Regions from separate parts of the Zea mays genome. Here region 2 is linked to region 1. The links are chromatin contacts, called in public Hi-C maps. All regions are on one chromosome and are shown on one strand. The core of a region is the stretch at or near the end of the contact, and the rest is flanking DNA. Distances in the headings are between cores, read along the strand shown.

Region 1 (7,456 bases), core at 3,540-6,039:
AGCCACCTCCTAACTAACTGCACTGACGCCCTAGCAGCCAAGCAGCGCCTCTCCCTTCGCGCTTCCCCAGTCGTCGGCGTCAACCCCCTGCCTGGCCCGGCACAGGACCTTCCCAGCTGGAACCGCCCCGTCGCTCTCCCCCTTCATCGTCGCCTTCGTTGGATCTGTCGCTGACTCGCTGCAGCGGCCTTCCCAGTCGGATTCACCGTTGTTGCGACCTTCCCGGCTAGATCTGTCGTCCCTTCGGCCAGATCGTCGTCTTCATGGCTAGATCCGCCGCTGTCATGGCCTTCCGGGCCGGATCCGCCGTTACCCCTTCTACTCTGCCACGGGTGCGGCCACCCCAACCGGCGCAGACGTGTGCGCTGCCGTCAGCCTCCCTGGCGGGTCTCCTCGACGTTCGGACGATGGAAGCCGTTGGTGCTCTTTTGTTGTGTTGCCCTGCCGACCGTTCACGCTCGAACGTCGACCCCTCACGAGGAACAGGCTACTGTTGCATGTCCCCCGACCACGGCTACCTTGACTTCGGTCTTCGGCTACCTCGGCATCCAGGGGCTATCGTCTTCTCGGAGTCTACACCGGTCTCTACTCCAACCGCAACATTCGCACCCTCACGACGTTGCGACTGCAGAGGAATTTCAACCCGTCGGCTTCTACTCCAGTCTCATCGTGTGCGGTGCCCCCGTTGCGAATGCGGGGGGATGTTAGACTGTGTGTGTGGGTCGGCACCACTGTTGGGTTGCCGGGCCATTAGGGTTAGGGTTTCCCCTGAGTCTATATATATAACTTTCCTCAATGCAATAGGTATTGTGTTCCAGTTTCCGATAGAATGTTATAGAAAAATTAGGGTCACAAACAAAAATCTATATCTATATCTTAGCACCACTAGCTTTCAAACCCAACTGCAAACTATCCAGATCATCCCCCCACTAATGCCAATTGCCAAATCATCCCTCCAATAGCTTCCAATCTCAACATGCACGTCATCCTCACTAGATGCCACATCACCACCGACTAACTCTCAATCTCTACATGCAAGCTATTGAAGCCATCCCCACTAACTGCAATTACTACTTTCAATATATAAAAAATGCAAGACATCCATATAATGCTATTTGTTTTGCTGTTCCATCATCTTATAATTCGTTTAATATATTCTATTAGTTTTTTATTGGGTTCTTTCATTACCTTGCCCATTTTTTTACCAGAACCAATGCAAGAACACGTAGGTTCAAATCATAAACGCAACAGCTTTATTTCTAAGGAAGTGCCGCAGCCAGAAGGTGCAAGACATCCATATAATGCTATTTGTTTTGCTGTTCCATCATCTTATAATTCGGTTTAACAATCTTTTTTTATTGGGTTCTTTCATTACCTTGCCCAATTATTTTACCAGAACTGATGCAAGAACATGTAGTTTCAACTCATAAATGCAACAGCTTTATTTCTAAGGATGTCCCGCAGCCAGGGTATCCTTCTAGTAATAAAAGAAAAGAATCACTTTTAATTACCTCAATACACATGCAGGCACGAGCAGTCAGAGAAGGTAATAGCGAATTAACCAGCTGGCACAACTGAAGGGAACATCCCTGAATATCTGATATTACTGATTCAATTCGCCAACCCTGTTTAAGGTAATAAGAACATTACCGAATCAGAAATGCAGGAAATAGATTTCAATATTTATGGCACTCATCAAGTGGTGTTAGCTAAATAGCTAAAGTTTGCAATATACAAAGGAAGTAACATGTCAAGTTTCGGGGGGGGGGGGGGGGGGGGGGGGATCCATGAAGATGAAACCATTTAAAAATCAGATTACATCTACACCAACACAAACAGAAAGGGCGTAAACATCAAGGATTCAAGGAATATCCAGTAAAAAGGACAAGTATACTGTTCCACGTACGTGAAAACTGAACCACTACCAAGTTCCCTTCTGCATGGGTGCTTTATGCTCATAACCTTATGATGTCGAAAAGTATACTGTTCAATGTACGTGAAAACTGAACCACTACCAACTCATGCAAGTTCCCTTGTACATGAAAGCTTTGTGCTTACAACCTTATCATGGCTTCGCCAATTTCTTTCTGTATATACTATATGCTATGCATTTACATGTTGCTTCCATTGAACAAGTATGGAAAGAGAGGAAGAGGAAGGACCAAATTTCACGTGGGAAGGGACAGACCAAGGAGACTTGAAAAGATGGGATATACCCAAAGATTTGGCCTTGAATATGAGTGCATGGAGAACAGCTATCTATATATGTGCCCGAACCTTGATCAGGGATGACAATTTAACCCGCAAACCCGACGGGTGCGGGTGAAGATTTTGACCCGCAAGTGCAACCTGAAGTTTTGCAGGTGTGGGTGTTGGTTTCTATTTCAACCCGCGGGTGACCGCGCCCGATCCGAAATTTAGTTTATTCTTTATTTTGTGCAAAAGTGATTAAGATACACCGATAATTATTTTGATTTTTGAATAAGTAACTTGACTAATAATTCATGAAATGTTTTGTTGCTGCTCAATATGAGAAGGCTTAAAATCTATAGATACAACTCAATTATTGTTGGTACTTAATTGCTTATAGCTGAATTATTATTTAAAAGTGCACACTGAGTAAAAACTCGTGGGTGACCCGACACCCACCCAAAATCTGACGGGTTCGGGTGCAGGTTTGGAATTGCATCCGCAGGTGTGAGAGTGGGCGGGTTTAGTTAGACTTCACGGGTGCGATCGCGGATGGATTTTTGCTCCACCCGACCCAAACCCGACACATTGCCATCACTAACCTTGACTTATGGGTTATGTTGAGTTTTTAACTCTATCCTACCTCAACTTGCTTGGGACTAAAAGGCTTTGTTGTTGTTGTTCCATTGAACATGTATGCTAACTAGATAAACCATATTACTAGTTGGTATAAACTTATTCAAGCAAGTCTACATGTTAGCTGTTTACCAAAAAAAACAAGGTCAATGCCCAGCACACTTCAAAGGTTATTGTACAGAAGAATGATAACTTTAATTAACGCAATACGTGACGAACCATAATTAATGTTAGCCTGAAAGTTGAATATATGACTCTTCAAAATGCTTCAATTACTATAAGTATCTATGCTGACAAGAGCTAAGAAGTTACAATGGACCGAAAGTTCAACTCATTAAGAATTTAAGATGATAGCGTCAGCCTAATGCCTTATCTTGTTAGTGTAAATGCTAGTCAACAAGAAAAAAAGAGACAGGGAGTATAATAGGGTTAAATAGTTTTACTAACCAATAAATCGTAAATGCAAAACATTTGTATCTAGTGGATGCATGTATTATACAGATTACAGAATTTTATCATAAAAGAATCAAAAGAGAATCAGCTTCCTAGTAATAACTGGAAAAGATGCACTGCTGATAAAAACAACAGACTGGTTTTCCTTGGGTAGCATAAGTCTAACTGTCTAAGACATATAATATATGGAAAGTGGAATGAAGAAGTGAGAAGTGAGTATCTTGACTTGTATAGTCCTATGCACTTACGAAATACATTTTGCTGGTTGTCTGGTGCCAGTTTCCAATAAGGCCTGAAGCTTCATTGACAGCGGTGTCAAGGTCTCTTAAGACCTCATCGAGTTGCTCTTCGGGAGACTTGCAAAGATCTTCAAGAAGGGGGGTCACGATGCTTGAGATATCATATACATTTTTGCAATACTTGTGAATAGGCTTGGGTCTCGCAGTAGAGACATCAGATGTTAGGGCGCCAAGACAGGAGATACTGTTGAGCAGAGTGGCTGGAGAGAGATTATCCATCAACCCTGTTCAAGAACCCATACATGTGAACTCACAGCTACCGAAAATGGAAGACAAACATATGTGTTGTCTGAAACCCAGTTAGGTCTTTCTGATTCACCAGCACGTCCTAAAGGTCGAATTGCCGTTACGGTTCCCCTGTATGTCGGCAGCGCAAAAAGGCGGGAAGTAGGTAACCGACAGCAATCAAGCAGCGGATGTAAAAGGTATTTCACGTTGAACATGTGGCAGTAGCAAGCTGGAGCAGGGCAATATCGCAATCGCAGGAGGCAACAGTCAGCAGTGGTGTTGCTGACTTTGCTGGAATGGCAGCCAGGGGCCGAACGTGGAATAGCACCGTAATTAGCCTAGGATTTGAATGCATGATCACCGGAGATAATAAGACTGTAAACAAGAGGCTTAGAGAGAACAGAGAAGGGTCTTGAGAAATGAGAACTCCTACCTTCCTCGGTAAGGACATGCCATTTCAGGGATGGAGGCAACCCATGGAGCCAGGAAGCAATCTATCTGGACGCAGGGAGTGGGACAAATGCTGCGCCTGAATGGAGTTGGGGAGTCGGGGGAACCCTAGGAGGCTAGGATGGACCGGAATGAGCGAGCGGGAGGAAGCAAAAGCAAGGGAGGTGATGATCCGCGCTGCGCGGGTGACGGCGAAAAATAGTAACCCTAGGCCCCTACCGGGCAGGCAGGATAGAGGGGAAGCGGGAAGAGGAGGGAAGGTGGAGACTGACCTGTCCTGGCGTCGCGCGGGGACGGAGGAGATCCAGGGGGCGGAGGTTATGTCGGTGGATCGGGTCGGAGGGATCCCCTCTCTCACTTTCTCTCCTCTCCTCCGGTGACGCGCAGCGGGGAGCGGAGGCGGAGGCGGAGGCGGAGGCGGATGCGAGAAGCCGACGACGAGACGACGAAGGAAGAGAAGAGAGAGAATGGACAGAGGAGGACTCGTCGCTTTTTTTTCCTTCTATTTTTCGTTGACAAGTCACTTTAGTGCTGATGCTGATCGTCCCCTCGAGTCAACCTGGAGCTATACTCGATAATTGTGTCATATTATATAGTAATATAATGTATTTTTAATACTCTCTCTGTCATTTCATTAAAAATTACTATTAATTTTTAATGGTATATCATTTAAGCATGTAATATACTTTAAATAATATACTTTTAATTTTTATTATTTGCAAAATAATAATAATAATAATAATAATAATAATAATAATAATAATAATAATAATAATAATAATAATAATAATAATAATAATAATAATAATAATGTAAACGGTGCTTGTACAACTTCAAGCCCACCTCTGTCTACTGCCTCTTCAGCTCTTGGTGAGGAAGTTTGCTCCTAAGTCCTAATACTTTGGTACATACCAACGGGGAAACTAGAACTATTATTATACCCTACTAGATTGGAGTCGTCAGTGGCTTTTCTTTCACCTTCCATTTTTTTTAGTAATACCTTCATTTTCGAATATTTATTGCTCACTAATTCATTTTTAAATTAAAACATGATAAGTAAAAAAAAGAATGAAACCATCTTTTTTTTCTCCTCTTTCTCCTCCATACTGTATTGGCTCGATCAGACACTAATTTCTGTGGATATAACATAACCATCATTGTTTCGCTTCAAGTCTGGCTGGCATTACCAAATGTTTTTGTATGCTTCATGGTTTGTCTCTAAACCTTGGATCGCCATTAGTTGTTGTGTCGATGATGCAGAAGTACGGGTAAGCTAGATATGGATGCAAACAGCAGAATATTCCATGTTCTTGCACATGGCAAATTCTATATAATTATGGGGGTACAAAGTAGGCTCCTTTTGAAAGGCACACATGAGCATGCCTATACCATGTGTTTATTCATGTTCCTCTATCAGTTCAGAGAGATTGCCATGAACATGCTTGATTAGTTGATTGCCTTCATTTGGCAGAGAAACCAATATCCTAAGATTGGCTGGTGAACAGGGGTGCTCTCACGTGAAGATGTTATGGGACAGAGGAAGATTCTTAATTATGTAGGATGTGCACAGCATAGCCTGTTTGTCCGTTCATGCTTTCTATCCGGCAGATCGACAGAGACAAAGAGAGTTGTTGCTGCATGCTATTGCTACTTCGCTAGCACAAAATGACATGCACATGAACTTGTCTGCATGCAGCTTTTCAGCCCAGAGGAGAAAGTTAAGGGTTCCTTGTAGAATATATATTCTTGTTTTCTTATTCTTATTTTCCAACTTTATTCTTGTTTAGGAATCAATCTAAATGTGTAGCTAACAGCCCAACCAGTAACTAACAGTTAATTAGCTGCCTGGATCAAACGATTTATTTCTTAAACTTACTGTCTAGATCACCATCTGCAGAACCATTTGGAAAATCGATTTCTATACGACCTTTTCATCCTCTAAATACTTGTCATATCCTGTTGCGCTCTATCTTTGACTAGCGAGAAATATCTAGATACCTAATTAAAAATCAAGCAGATAGTTTTTTTTCTCACCAAGATATCTATTTGCATTGTATATCCATGAGAAAGAACATAAACAACATGAAGTTGCTCTAAGACTCTTCATCTTTGCCGGACCTGCAACAACTTGGATAAACTTGGGCGTGGTGACCTTTTTGTTTACTTCTTACCGCCGGTTTGTAAAATGGTAACGACGAACACCACTTTTAGCGACGCCGAGCAAAACTGACGGTGATGAAGTTGTTGTTGTTGTTGTTGTTGTTGTTGTTGTTGTTGTTGTTGTTGTTGTTGTTGTTGTTGTTGTTGTTGTTGTTGTAATGATGAGGAGGTTGGCAACTAATGCAAATGGAGAGGTATAGTATACCTACTAGCCAACTGCTGCTAGCTACTGTATATATATACGAGCTGATGATCAGCAACGGACGATGGATGGATCAGATGCGGGACAAAACCAACGCTGGCAAGCTAGCTAGCTCTGAAAGCAGAGGCAGTTGGATCTATATATCTGCAGGAACAAACAGTACCTGTACGTCTCCCTCACACACAGCAGGACAGGCCGGACAGGCCAGGCAGATCAGCGTAGACGATGATGCTTGCTGGAGTACCGGCTCCTTCCTACTATCTCATGCATGCAGGAGTACGTACGTAGATGCAGGTTGTTAGCGGTTAGTTCAAGCGTTTGGTGTGCTGCTCCATCGATCACTCATCAAGCCCATGCAATACAGTTCGGTTCAGTTCATGCATGTATGCATCGTGTGGCCGACGGTGCCACAACGTCGCTATACATTTGCTTTTTCTTCTTCTTTTTATAAAGTCCAGCAAATTAACGGAGGGCAAGGCAAACAAAATGACAAGGATGAATCATGTAGGCACAACAAGAACACGAAGCACGTCGCCAGCCTCTCTTGTCATTGGATGTTCGAACGTCTAAGTCCAACTCTCGTTTTCCTTTGACTTCACCTAATAGGACACCAAAATGACACTTCCAATATATGTGCTATAAACAAGGACATATTATTAATTCTGGATAGCCAAATCCAGGGACCAAAAGAAACAAATTAAACATACACTTACTTTGTTCTTGTTATCACATTCAAACTCAAGCGAACCCTTGGGTGCAAAAAAAAAATGCACCTTCGCAATCACACAAAGAAGAGTTCTTAATGCGTTCATCGATGGAGAATCGGGGGAAGCGGAAC
Region 2 (7,456 bases), core at 1,836-4,335, 280 kb after region 1:
CACGTTCCGGGGGGACCCGCTGCCGTCCTGGTTCGTCCGATGGATGGCCTTGCGGCCGGTGACCAGCTCCAGCAGCACCACGCCGAAGCTGTACACGTCGCTGCGCTCCGTCAGTTCCTGCAGCCGGTAGTACTCCGGGTCGATGTACCCCACCGTGCCGGCCGTGGCGGACGCCGGCGACGCGGCGGCGCCCGTGCCGCCGCTGGCCAGGGACAGCCCGAAGTCGGACACCTTGGCCGTCCAGTCGCCGTCGAGCAGGATGTTGGAGGGCTTCACGTCGCGGTGTATGATGGCTGGCACGGCGTAGCAATGCAGGTACTCCACGCCGCGCGCCGCGTCCAGCGCCACCCGGAGCCGCGTCTCCCACGACGCGAACAGCGGCGAGTACCCGCCGACGTCGTTGCGCCGCCCGCTGCCGTGGAGGTGGTCGTGGAGCGCGCCGTGGGGCATGAACTCGAACACCAGGATGCGCTCGCCGCGCTCCTCGCAGAAACCCAGCAGCTGCACCAGGTTGCGGTGGTTCACCCGCGACAGCAGCCGCAGCTCCGCACGGAACGCGCGCTCCGCGTCGAAGCGGCGGCGCCGCCGCCCACCGCTGCCGCTGCGCTCCGCGCGCTTGATCGCCACCTCGCGCCCGTCGGGGAGCCTGGCGCGGTACACCGACCCGAAGCTGCCGCTCCCGATCTTCTTCTCCTCCGAGAAGCCGTCGGTGACGCGCGACAGGTCACGAAGCGTGAACTCCTCGCATCCGAGCGGCGGGACCGGCGGCGCCGGCATGGCCGTGGCCTCCACATCGCGGCACAGCCGCCGGGACGACGACTCCCCGAGACGCAGCGTCAGCGTCTTCTTGTTGTCCCGCTTCCTGTACGACACGAGGTACAGCGCCACCGCAGCCGCCGCGAGCACCGCGGCGCCGGCGCCGCCCACGCTGAGCGCGACGGCCAGGGTCCTGGCCTTCCTCTTCCCGCTGTCGTCGTCTCCGGCTGCCGATCGCTCCCTACCGTTGGTGATGAGGAGCCTAGAAGCGTTCAGCCGCACCGCGCAGGCTTGGCAGACGGCGAGCTCCTCGCCGCCCTCGGAGCCGCCGCTGCCACAGAGCGCGCCGGAGCCGGAGATGATGTCGCAGGGGCAGCTCTTCTTGTGCGTGCAGGCGCCGGGCATGGTGCTGTTGTAGACCAGGCTACCGCCGGTGCCGAATCTGTCGGTCCTCCCCCAGCACGCGACGGAGTAGTTGCTCCTGAGGATGCCGCACACCGCGCCCCCGTCGGCCTCGATGGCCAGGAAGTCCGCGTTCCGGTACTGGTCCGGCACCTGGACGGCGCCCCAGCACTGGACCCTGCCGATGCCGGAGAGGATGCAGGTGGAGCCGTTGCCGAGTGCCATGGCCAGCATGTCGGCCGGCAGCTCGTGTGCCGGCACGTTGGGGACGTCGCCGTCGTCGTCGCCCCAGCAGCCGAATCCACCCTCTGCGTCGACGGCGCAGGCGTGGCGGTGGCCGGCGGCGATGGTCGCGAAGGCCGCGGGGGCGGGAGCCAGCGACGGCGCGGTCATGGCGCCGAAGCAGCTCATGCTGGTGTTATCGAGCTTGTCGATGCCGCAGAGGAAGTCGTGGCCCAGCGCGATGCGGGAGAAGTCGAGGCCTTTCGGGAGGGCGAGGCGCGGCCACTCCCAGCAGCTGGGGCCGTGGTCGTCGGAGAGGCCGCAGGCGTGGGAGCCGCCGGCGCTGAGCGAGCGAAGCGAGGGGCCCCAGTAGAGGCGGCGGCCGACGGGGCGGGAGCGGTTGGCCGCGAACTCCTCGGAGAAGGACCACCAGCGCATGGCGGCGTGGCCGCCGAGCGGCGCCATGAGGCCGCACAGGAAGTCGGTCCCGGCGGCGATGGCGTTGTAGGGGATGTCAGCGGAGGGGTAGACGAACTGCTGGCCGTCGGGGAGCGAGGTGCAGCGCAGCTTGGAAGAGCCTGGTGGCCCCGCTCCCGCGTCATCGGCGCTGGTGACGAGCGCGCAGACGAGCGTGGCGTTGGGCGCGTGGGAGATGGCGACCGTGGAGAACTGCCGCGACGCCGCGCACGCGTCGACGATCAGGAGGAGGACGGCGGCGACGAAAGCAAGACTCGTGCTCGTGCTCGTCAGGAGGAAAAGACGGCGGTGGCCGGCGTGGGCATGGCTAGACATTGGCATCCGGAGGGAGGAGACGACATGAGCGCGCGAGGTTGCCGTTGCTTGCCCCGGCCCTGCCGCGCTGGACTGCTACGGTACGCGAGGGGAGGAGAGATCGGGAATCGACAATCGAGTGGGTGCCTTGGCTTCGCTTGGATTTTCGCTTTTTGTTTGTTTCTAGTAGGTGAGCGCGCGCCCATGGAGGGAAAGAAACGCGTTTGCGTGGAGTTTTCTTTTAAAAAAAACAAATATATTTCTCTCTTCCCCCCCCCCCCCCCCCCCCCCCCCTTCGTTCTTTCTTTCTTTAGTTACAATAATATATAAAAAAACAAGCAAGAAGCTGCTGCTCCACAGGCTCCAGAGATGAGGGGTTGGTTTGGTAGACTTGACTTGGTCCATTTCAGATTCAAGTGTCAATGGAGAAGAGATCCCTGCTGATGCTCTCGATTTTTGTCTGCCAGCAGCCAGTCAGTTTCTGGATCAACACGGATTTCATCCCTCCCATTCTTTCTACGATTGTACTCTTCTTCCATCCACTCATTCTCGTGTCATCAACCGACCAAGGAAACCTAGGGGAAGGACTTGTTAGACACATCCACACACATGCATGGTCTTTTGGGTTAGAAAGGTTTTGCAGCTTTCGTACTCCTGCTACTTGCCTGCAGTACACTCGACTCGAGGTTGGTTAGGTTTACAGCTCACTTACTCAAGAAGGGAACCACCTTGTACTGCCAAAAGTCATTCAGCAAAGATTAGATTGCCCGGGATGCTTAAAACACCCTTCAAGAATGGCGATGCCGCAGATTTCCTCTTCACTGTGCGGCACATGCATACCGCCATTCATACCATCATAGTATAATGCACTACTAGTCTCAAGGAACCTCCTCACAGAGGTAGGTGACAGGTCTACAGCACAACTGATTCCAGAATGTCAGAGCAAATATTCAAGTCCGAATCATCAATCATGTATGTATCCCAGTCTGATCTTCTGTTGGGGCGAAGAGCATCTCTTTTCTTTTTCCTCTCTCTGGTCAGGTGGGCAGTTGGGGAGAAGAATTTGCCCAGACAATAAACAAACCCTTCAGATCATCAAATTATATGGGAGGGTGTTTCGTCAGACCAAGAGCCCTATTCCAGGGCGGCAAGCAAATGGACCAACATGTGGCTATCACAATTACCCCCCACATAAAATAAAATAAAATAAAAATCAAACAGAATTCTGAATCCATATGCCGCCTACAGAGATGGGAGCACGCCTCAAACTAATCTCGCACCCACATGTATGTATAAACTACTAATCAGCCTCAGCATTCCAACCTGCTTCCATGTCTTGAGGGGTACAGCTTTTGCCAAAGTCAGCGCCGCTACCTACCTGGAGCTTCACTTCACAGAAAAACCAGGCTCCCAGAAATACCTACCGCTTCATTATTGCCGCCATGGCTACATGCAGAGGGCTCGCCTTCACCGGGGCTCGGCGTCGCGGACGGAACAGGGAATGTCGCCCCCTGAAAGTGCTGCTCCAGTTGCTGGGGAAGAGGCTCGCACGGAGTTGCAGGAATAAAGGGTTCTCCTGCTGAATAGGATAGTCCTCCATTTCAATCTCTTGGCTGGTGGTCTCTGTCTGCCCCTGTGATGACACGACACAAAAGCTGAGCTTTACCTTTTTCCATAGATTCATAGCCGGCATGCAACAATGACTTTGTGCCCACTGTAGTTGTTGCCTCTGGCACTACTACATAAGATGTGCGGGTCATAACAAAGAGAAACAGCACAGAGACAGTAAGCCACTAACAGGTGTACCGACAACAGGGCATGTCAGTGGGACCAAAACCAGATTGCCCAGGTGACACTCGAGCAGACATAGGACAAGATGAGGAATGAAGTCAAACTGTGAATCAAAAGATCCCAACCACTAAGCAATATAGCTTATATAGAACCTTTTTTTTCCTGTACTAATCCTAGCATATTATCAAGTAAGGGCTTGTTCGGTTAGCTCTCAATCCATATGGATTGAGCGGGATTGGATGGGTTTGAATCCCAAACAGCTCAAACTTCTTCACAATTTTTTCCAATCCCATCCAATCCATGTGTATTGGGAATAACCGAACAAGCCCTAAGAATGGCAACATACACATGGAAACAAAATTCTGAGGCTGTCCTGAAAGTCTGGCTATAGTTACCTTTTGCTGGTGATGCTCAACATCAGAGTACTCGTTAGGCTGAATGCCAGTGGGGGTGTGCTCTTCGTTACTGTTCATATCTCTATACTCAGTCTGTCCTTTTTCCACCAAATATTGTCTGGAACCCTCGTCTTCATAGTCAAGAAGCACCAAACTAGATGTCTGATCAACGGACAACTTTCCAACATCTTCCATCTGAATCTCAGAATCGTTTGCTTCTGATGCCTCTTTGTACACATAAGTTTGTGACGGCTGCTCCTGGCTAGAGCAAGTGTCATGATTACCAATATTATTAGCACCAGAGTTTCCCTGACAAGCAAAACATATATTAGTTCAAGGTGAATACAACCTGCGTGCTTGAAAACACCTCTAGTCCTTTACGCTCGGAGAATAAGAACATCACAACATGTAGTATAGAGAGTAAAAAAAACATTGATTGTGCCATGACTAAGTATACAGTGAGAAAAGCCAAAATTGATACTTGGAATGATTCAAGCAGATGTAATATATACCCAACATCATCTTGATATGTAAGCAACTAAGCATTACTTTGATGTTCAGATTTCAGAAAGATAGAAATAGAAAATTGGAGAATTTGGGTGCCTATTTCTTCTTAATTAAAAAGACACCTAGTTCCTCCTAGGTTGGTCGAGTTTTCCAGAAACAGAAAATTGCAGAAACAAGAGTGCCATTATTCAAACGGAGACATTGTAATATGAGTATACTACTTTGATGTTAACGACAAAGAGTTGCAGATAACAGAGGCATGGTTGTTCAATTGAAAGAAGTGTCATATGAGTCTTCCAGAACACCAAAATGGCAACAGAAACATGGAGAAATAAAATTAAAGCGCATTTGGGAAGACCCCTTGACCAAAAAGCATAACAACAGAAATAAAATGATGTAGATGTTCAAGCTAACCTCCATGTCATGCTGCTCAGAAGGGTTACTATCCATTGCAGCAGTTTCATTATCTATAACAGCCACTATTTCATCCCTTTCTTTCTTACGCCTTGTAACTTGACAAACAGCACATATGCAGTCACTTTTATGGCGATCGTTCCTGCAGTCAAACATCATGTAAGAACGCTAAACAATATAGTCAATATGGCCCTCCTACTAATTCTCCTAAAGAAAAGAAAAAAACAATAAACATCTTCTAAAGCATTACAGGTCCATTCCAACTTTCAAAGGAACCATCATCGGAAAAATTCAGTGTTTCCAGTGGCGGAGCTTGACCATAGAAATAAAGGGGAGCAGTTCATAGAACTCTAAATTAAACAACAATGAACAGTATCGATTTCACTGTTTAACTAGTGGAAAATTGCATTGGCAGGGGAGGCAATAGCCCACTTTGGCCTTAACCAAGCTCTGCCCCTGAGACTGAGGTCACCAGCACGAATAAGTTGGCGTGCAAAACACTGTTCTGACGCTGTAGATTGTGGGCTTTAAAACACACAGTACGATAGGTCATAGGTGATTGTCCACTGGTGAGCTCAGTGACTCAGTCTGAGTGTTTCTAAGAGGAATAAATATACATGATCTTAGTGTTGAGTAGTGAAGGTCTAAATCAATACTCTTTTCAGAGACAATAGACTAGCTATGTAACACGTTTAATTGATACAATATCAGACATGGAAATGGAACAGCACTGAAAGACCCTGAACCTGAAGAGGTGGACGATTTCAGAAGAGATGCATGATTTCTCTTATGATCTTTGAATATTCCAGTTTTCCACTTATTCTTAACTAAATAACTAGCCAATATGCAAGTGAGGGCACTGTTGCCTGTTGACGTCGGTTTCATGTGATGGGATGGTGGTGCAGAACACACCACCAGAAACCGAGATTGTATAAGTAAATATCATCCATAAGCATCCCAAACCGAAATTGAAAATCCCATACCAGCATTTGGCATAAGACTAAAAGGGTCAAGTCATAACCTAATGAAGTGTTTAACGTTGCAGAATGCCTAGCATGTGCTCTGATGGGGTGGGTGTGGTCATCTTTTTTCCACGTCGAACTCGAATATTTTCCTTTATTTCCAACCTCTATTTGCCAGTACCACAATACATCATAATTGTCACATGAGGGATGAAAACCGTTTCCGAAAATCCCATAACCGGGGCCTCGTAATCGTATCGTTTCCGTAAAGACAATGTTGTTTCCGAAAATTACCGTTTTTAAAATTTGAATTTCAAATATCTATCAACATCATATTGTAGTCGCCAACAAGTAGATTAATTATGAAATCGGGTAAATTTCCGACCGACCGGCAACCGTTTTCGTATAGACGATATCGTTTCCGACCGTTTCCGATCGTTTTCATCCCATCTACATTTGTGCTGAAGTTGCACGACACATCAGCTTCGCTTCATGATAGTTTAGCCTCTAGAATAGATTAAGAACTTGCATGCAGCTGCCGGGATAGGTTAATGGCATACCCTGGGCGTCGCCTTTTGTTCTTAACCTTGCTTTTTGAGTGGCCTTTCGCATCCTCATCGCCAGGGTTGTCATTGCCGCCTACATAATATCTGGGTAAATCATATATGGGAGCACACGTAAAGGGAAAGGGAAATTCCAGATGGGTCGAAATGGATGACAGTTATGTGTAAGAATAGTTTTCCATTGCAACGAAATGCTTAAGGAGGGTGCAATGATCGCATATTTAGTTCATTGTTATAATCCAAAAGTTCTAAAAAATTCTGGGTACATGTACATCAGATGTACATGACGCAATAAGCTTGTTTTCCTCACTGCTCACTGAATTATATTTTAAAATAAATCATAAATGTCTGACAAATGAATCGATGATAAAATAGACATTGATGACATATATTTAAAATTCATTTGCATGCTACTTGAAATTACAAATAGTAGCAGTTGACAAGAATCAAATCAAATCAAACATTTAACAGAAGTAAATTAAGGACAAATGACGATAACTGCAGATATCCAATACATACCACTGTCTAGCACATCAGAATACAAGCCAGCGGCCAACCAATATTTCATGAAGCCCTTCTTGACCCGTTTCATAAGCTCAATTATGTAATCACCTTTACTATTGTACTTGGTACAGTTATCCCATATGAACTGTACATCCTTATATACATCCTC

The links. A called contact is a pair of places that touch in the nucleus more often than the background predicts.
Region 2: a Hi-C map of ear shows a contact between it and region 1, with 2.1 times the contacts expected there. The contact joins the promoter of LOC103653153 here to the promoter of LOC103653150 in region 1. A contact is called at or near these places in 3 of 25 Hi-C or Micro-C datasets (ear, leaf and leaf mesophyll).

The regions. Positions count from the first base shown.
Region 1 is chr4:41,298,751-41,306,206 of Zm-B73-REFERENCE-NAM-5.0, forward strand. It overlaps LOC103653150 (U-box domain-containing protein 4), which reads right to left and starts at 4,790. Exons shown (of 5, transcript XM_008680112.4): 1 at 4,529-4,790; 2 at 3,528-3,802; 3 at 1,512-1,625. The coding sequence starts at 3,797.
Region 2 is chr4:41,576,637-41,584,092 of Zm-B73-REFERENCE-NAM-5.0, forward strand. LOC103653153 (serine/threonine-protein kinase-like protein CCR4) reads right to left here and starts at 3,086. Exons shown (of 1, transcript XM_008680115.3): 1 at 1-3,086. The coding sequence starts at 2,178. LOC100192704 (DNA-binding bromodomain-containing protein) reads right to left here. Exons shown (of 8, transcript NM_001317179.1): 4 at 7,303-7,456; 5 at 6,781-6,859; 6 at 5,259-5,400; 7 at 4,338-4,646; 8 at 3,228-3,784. The coding sequence ends at 3,572.